Regions from separate parts of the Mus musculus genome. Here region 2 is linked to region 1. A link is a contact called in public promoter capture Hi-C data. All regions are on one chromosome and are shown on one strand. Each heading gives the region's core, a stretch centred on a gene start, on an enhancer-like site or on the middle of the called end of the contact. The rest is flanking DNA. Distances are from core to core; before and after follow the strand shown. Region 1 holds the start of Snrpc (U1 small nuclear ribonucleoprotein C). Region 2 holds the start of Btbd9 (BTB (POZ) domain containing 9).

Region 1 (2,671 bases), core at 87-2,586:
AAAAATAAATAAGCCAAGGAAGTGGTGGCACATAACTTTACTCCGTGCACTCAGAAGGCAGAAAGCAAGCAGCTCTCTGTGAGTTCGAAGTCAGCCTGGTTTACAAATTATTCCAGAAGATCTGTCTTGTTTCCTCAGGAGATTGGGGGGGGGGGGGGCAGATAAATAGATTATTTAAAACTATTAAAACCATAAAAACCAAATTTTGTTGTTGCTAAAGGTTGTTTTGATTTGCTTTTTTTTGAGGTAGGGTCTCCCACCATAGCCTTAAACTCACAGCAATGCTCCATCTCAGTGTACTAGGAAGACAGGCGCCAGGCCCTAACTTTGTTGCTGGGCCTTGTGGCTGCTACACACGGGGCAACACTAATCACATATCTCAGTTATTCCTCCTGATGATCAATAGTTAATGAGGTTCTCACAGGAGCTGAGAATGGAGCTGTACACTAAGACATTTCTTTCCATTTTAACCAGGCATTTGAATAATGTGACATAATCAAATCTGCAAGTTTGTAGGAACACACTCCTGGTTTGTTTGTTTTTTGTTTTGTTGGGCTTTTTTTGGAGGGTGGGGCGAGTTATTTTGACAAGGTCTCAATATGTATCCTTAACTGACCTGGAATTTGCCATCTTCCTGGCTCAGCCTCTCAAGTATTGACATTACAGGTACATGCAGTTTCTGTATACGCAAATGCTTTCCATCTTCAAGCTTGCTTAAAGTTTTATCATTCTGCAAATACCTTCAAATTGCAAAGACCTCACAAAAAGGGTGGGAAAAAACACCCGCTTCCTAATTACTTTCTAAGAAAGGTTGTCATAAAATTTCCAGGAGACTGTAATGCACACACCTGGACCTAAAGAAAAAGAATTTTGCATACAAGGCGTTTTAGGATTATAAAAAAGACCCGCCACTTACAGAATCGTGGGTAAGATACGTATCACAGTAGTCACAATAAAACCTGAAATGACAAAAGAAAACGTCAGCAATTAACAGCTGTCCAAACAAACAGACCCAAAACCCAACTTCCTCGGATTGTAAGTCAAACAAAGCGTCCTGACAGAATGCGAGGCTTCTGAGCGAGGGTCCGCGCCCACTCTGCCAGGATGGCCGGAGAGCCTGGGTCTCCACCCGCCATCCCTCGGAGGGGCTCGCCTTCCCCTCGGAACGTCCAGAACCCGAGGCCGCCGCCCTGCACCTTCACCAGGACCCAACTGACCACCGCAAGTCCGCTTGCTCCCAGGGCCACACTCACTTGGGCATGATGCTCCACAAGCCGTTGGCTACCCCGATCCCCGCCGCCAGGAACTGACGCACACAGGCTGCGCCGACGCGAGCAAAGGATGCAGACAGGAGGGGTAGGACTTCCGCTTCCGGCCTCTGCCCTACGGATGCTGTGGGTGCCTCTGAGGTTCAATCCGCGCTCACTTATTCAGGATTAGTTACTCCGTCTAGGAAGTGCGTAATTTAGTACTATCAACAAAAGGTTCCAAAACCCTGAGTCAGCAGTTCCTACGCTGCGAATCATTAATCCAGCTTCTCAAATTGTGGTGACCCCCCCAACCAGAAATTATTCTTGTCGCTATTTCATAACTGTAATTTTGCCACTCGTATGACTAGTAATGCAAATTATCGGTGTTTTCTGATGGTCTTAGGAGAAACCTGTGAACGGGTTGTTCGACCCGCAAAAGGTGTCACGACCACTGCTCTAGTATGTACCCAGCTCTTCTGTAAATGAGAAGTGAAAAAGGCAGAACCAAATCAGGTAAAAGTTCTCATTCTCCAAGACCTGATTAGCAGTAAGCTGAAATCGATCAGTGGCTGAGGGATCAAAGTCCTATGCTGGGGAAATGAAGCGGGGAAGAGCGCAGCTGAACATCAAGGAAGACAAAGAAAATGTAGAAGACGATCACTGAGAAATTGATCATTGTATTTGAGCAATTAAGACAGACGTGAATTGTAGGGACACACTCCTGGGTGAGTGGGGCGGGTCTCAAGTTTTAAACCCTGTCTCCCTGCTTCCTTCCTAGCTGTGCAATTTACTCTCTCTGAGCTTCAGTTTCCTTATCTGAAAAGTAAAGGTAATAACTTGTGCAGTTTAAGGAAGAATCAAATGTAAAAATGCTGGAAAGTAGCTGGAGAATTGGTGTAGCGATTAAGCATTTGTTGCTCTTGGAACAATCTAAGTTCGATCACCAACACTCCCCCGTGGTGACTCCCACCTGTCTGCAGCTCAAGTCTCAGGGTGTCTGATGGATCTTTTTTAATCCACTCCCAGCACTAGGCACATACATGGTGCACTTACAAACTAAACACCCATATACATACAATAATACAAAAATGAATTTAAGCCGGGCAGTGGTGGCGCACGCCTTTAATCCCAGCACTTGGGAGGCAGAGGCAGGCAGATTTCTGAGTTCAAGGCCAGCCTGGTCTACAGAGTGAGTTCCAGGACAGCCAGGGCTACACAGGGAAACCTTGTCTAAAATAAAACAAAATATAAAAAAAATTTAAATGTAAAGCTCATAGGGCATTTAGCGAAAGGTCTATGCACTTAGGCCACCATAAATGGTAGTGATTCTATAGACGTTGTTAGCAGTACATTGCCAACTAACAGGTCAAACTTAGAGTCTGTTCTCTCAAACAAAGTGGATTGCCTTTTAACTTGAACTC
Region 2 (2,671 bases), core at 75-2,574, 2.7 Mb before region 1:
GCTGTCCTGGAACTCACTCTGTAGACCAGGCTGGCCTCAAACTCAGAAATCCACCTGCCTCTGCCTCCAGAGTGCTGGGATTAAAGGCATGCGCCACCACCGCCCGGCTCCCTTTGTTTTTTTAAATGTACCAATCCCGAAGTCAATTCTCCAAGGACAAATAAATTGGGGACACGTGTATCGGAAAGTAGATGTATTAAATTGATGGATATCGTTCCACATGGAAGATGAGAGCGGAGAATGTTTCCCCAACCAACGTATCCACATTCCATCGTTCTACCATGTCATCCGTAAGGAATGTCACTACCATTTAGTAACTGACACACAAAGGCAGCTTTCTTTCCGTCTTGCTAAATGTTACTCCCACCTGTCTCAGCAACCACGCTAGAAACCTGGCCTACCTATTCATTCCCCCGCTCAGAGCTGGCCTCCGCGTTTCCATCCCCACCGCCAGAGTCTAGGTTGTGGCTCTGATCCTTCACTGGCCCAGCCCTAACCCTTGCTGTGTCTGTTCATTTTCACTGCCCATTTAAGTCGTCTTTGCTTGGAATTAAGTCTTCCATCTTCAAACCCACACACCCAGGTAAGTAACTTTCAAGAGTGACGACTCTCCAGTTTCGGCCAGGAAAGACCTACAACCCAATTTCTACGGCTTCAAAGTTCACAGTGCCTGCTTCTTATGTGAAAGATGGAGTCTAATGGGCTTTATACGTTACACTTGGTAGTCCTGGAGTGTCGAGGACTTATGTCCGGGCTTTCTGTCAGGGTCTTGAAATAAGGAGTTCGAATGAGATCAGTTCGCCCGCAGCCTCGCATGCATTATTTCGTCCTAAGTTGACACCTTTCTAGCGCAGGCAAGTCGGGTATCCGTCTTCCCACTGACAGAAGGAGGAAACTGAGTCGTGGTATTTCAGGCCTGGCCTCGTAGCACCTTCATGCTGGTAATGCCTCTCTTGGCCCATTCTCCTCGTCCAACTTCTCGCACGTAGCTGACTGTCCATCAGGCAAGCGACTAAGTGCAGAAAGACGAGGCTTTCTCCAACCGGCGCTCCGGCTCGTCCCCTTACGCAGTGACGCGACCGATGACGCTATTCAGTGACGTGTGATGACGTGCCTCACCCTGAGCCAGGTGTCGGCAGGGCGGCCACACCCTCAGGGCCCAGTACTGGAGGGGCAGTGGCTCCGACCTGGGGAAACACGCCGCAAGACCCCCGCCTGAGGCGACCTGGGGCCCTGGCGTCCTGGGTTCTACTGGCCCACGGTTGAGCCGTTGCTAAGTGACGCCAGCGCGCAGAGCGCGTGCGCGGCCACGGCGGTGTGCGTGAAAGCGGGCGCGCGCCGCGACGGCGGCGGCGAGGAAGGCGGCGACGGCGGCGGTCGAGGGGGCGGTGGCCACGAGGCGGGGTCGCTGCTGGCGGAAGAGACGTGTGTGGCGGCTTCTAGGTCGCTGAGGGACATCGTCGGGGTGAGTCGCCCGGACCGCTCGTGAGAGTTGGGGCCTGGCCGCACCTGCTGCGCGGGCCCGGGGCGCGGGGACGCGCTCCCCCTCCCCGCCGGACCCGCGCGCGCCGCTCCACGCCCCTCGGCCGCTGGTTCCGGGGGCGGGGACGGGGGCTGAGGAGGGTCAGTTCCCGGGCCTGGCGCTCTGGGGTGGGGGTGGGGGGGGGTGAGAGGGGGGCGCTGGAGAGAGGGGTGCCGAGGGACAAGTGACTGGACTCCAGTGCGACGCTGCCGGTTTCCTTTTAGGAATTTGAAGCGGGAGAAGCCCGCGTTCCTCAGCAGCCGCGCGTCCACACTGAGACGCCGACTGTGCAAACCTGACAAACGCGGAAATGGGGACCCTCGGGGTTCGCAAAGTTTTGGGGTAAACCGCGAAGAGATCCGTCAGCTCTACCCTGGCGGGTCTGGGAGTAGGAGCGGGTTGTTAGAGAGATCGTTAGAATCTGTGCCTGCGTGAGCGTCGGGCACACCCACGACCCGGGGAAGGCGACTTGTCAGTGAAGATGCTGGTTGACTAACCTGTTGCCTGGACCTTCCAGCCTCACGTGCATGCCCACGTGCTTCTCTGAACATTATTATTATTATTATTATTATATCCTGTGTTGATCCACATTTTTGAAGCCAAGGGACCATATCCATCCAGTATTGTTACTTCCTCATAGACTCAAATCTGCCCTTGTATCTATTTCCCAGAACCGTGCTGTGCTTTGGCCATTTCAAGGGTCTTGCAGGTAGAGCAGCCCTGCCTTTTGTGTGTGTTCTTCCCAGAAGCAGTGCGGGCTGTTATTTATCTGGTGGAAATGTAGATTGTGTTTCACGCGTGGGCTGGCATGGTGAGACTGGAGTTAAATGATGCAACTGGCCATCAGCCAGTATACAGGATTCTGTTGGGTCCGTTGTATGTGGTGGTTTTTTAAGGAGGAATAATGGAGACAAATGGAAGAAATAATCTTTCCCGTTATGAGTTAAAGGCAGTGCCAAGTGAGAGTGACAAGATAGGGAGCACTGACATTTGATCATGCCTAAAAACTGAGGGACATAACTTTAGAGTTTCCACCCAGAGTCTAAAATCAGGAGATTCAGTTTTATAACGGAGTCTCTGTAAGGTATGGTCTCTGAAGTTCTCACGTCTTGGAATCAGTAAAGCTTGCTTTGAAAAACCACTCAGGAG

Evidence for each region. Capture Hi-C pulls out chosen DNA fragments and counts their contacts.
Region 2: a promoter capture Hi-C map of liver shows a contact between it and region 1, with 2.6 times the contacts expected there. The contact joins the promoter of Btbd9 here to the promoter of Snrpc in region 1. A contact is called at or near these places in 1 of 39 promoter capture datasets (pre-B cells), 1 of 115 datasets of contacts at active chromatin or transcription factors (thymic regulatory T cells) and 1 of 9 other capture datasets (liver).

The regions. Positions count from the first base shown.
Region 1 is chr17:27,838,752-27,841,422 of GRCm38.p6, reverse strand. Snrpc (U1 small nuclear ribonucleoprotein C) reads right to left here and starts at 1,336. Exons shown (of 6, transcript NM_011432.2): 1 at 1,254-1,336; 2 at 917-959. The coding sequence starts at 1,261.
Region 2 is chr17:30,574,940-30,577,610 of GRCm38.p6, reverse strand. Btbd9 (BTB (POZ) domain containing 9) reads left to right here and starts at 1,324. Exons shown (of 11, transcript NM_027060.1): 1 at 1,324-1,465.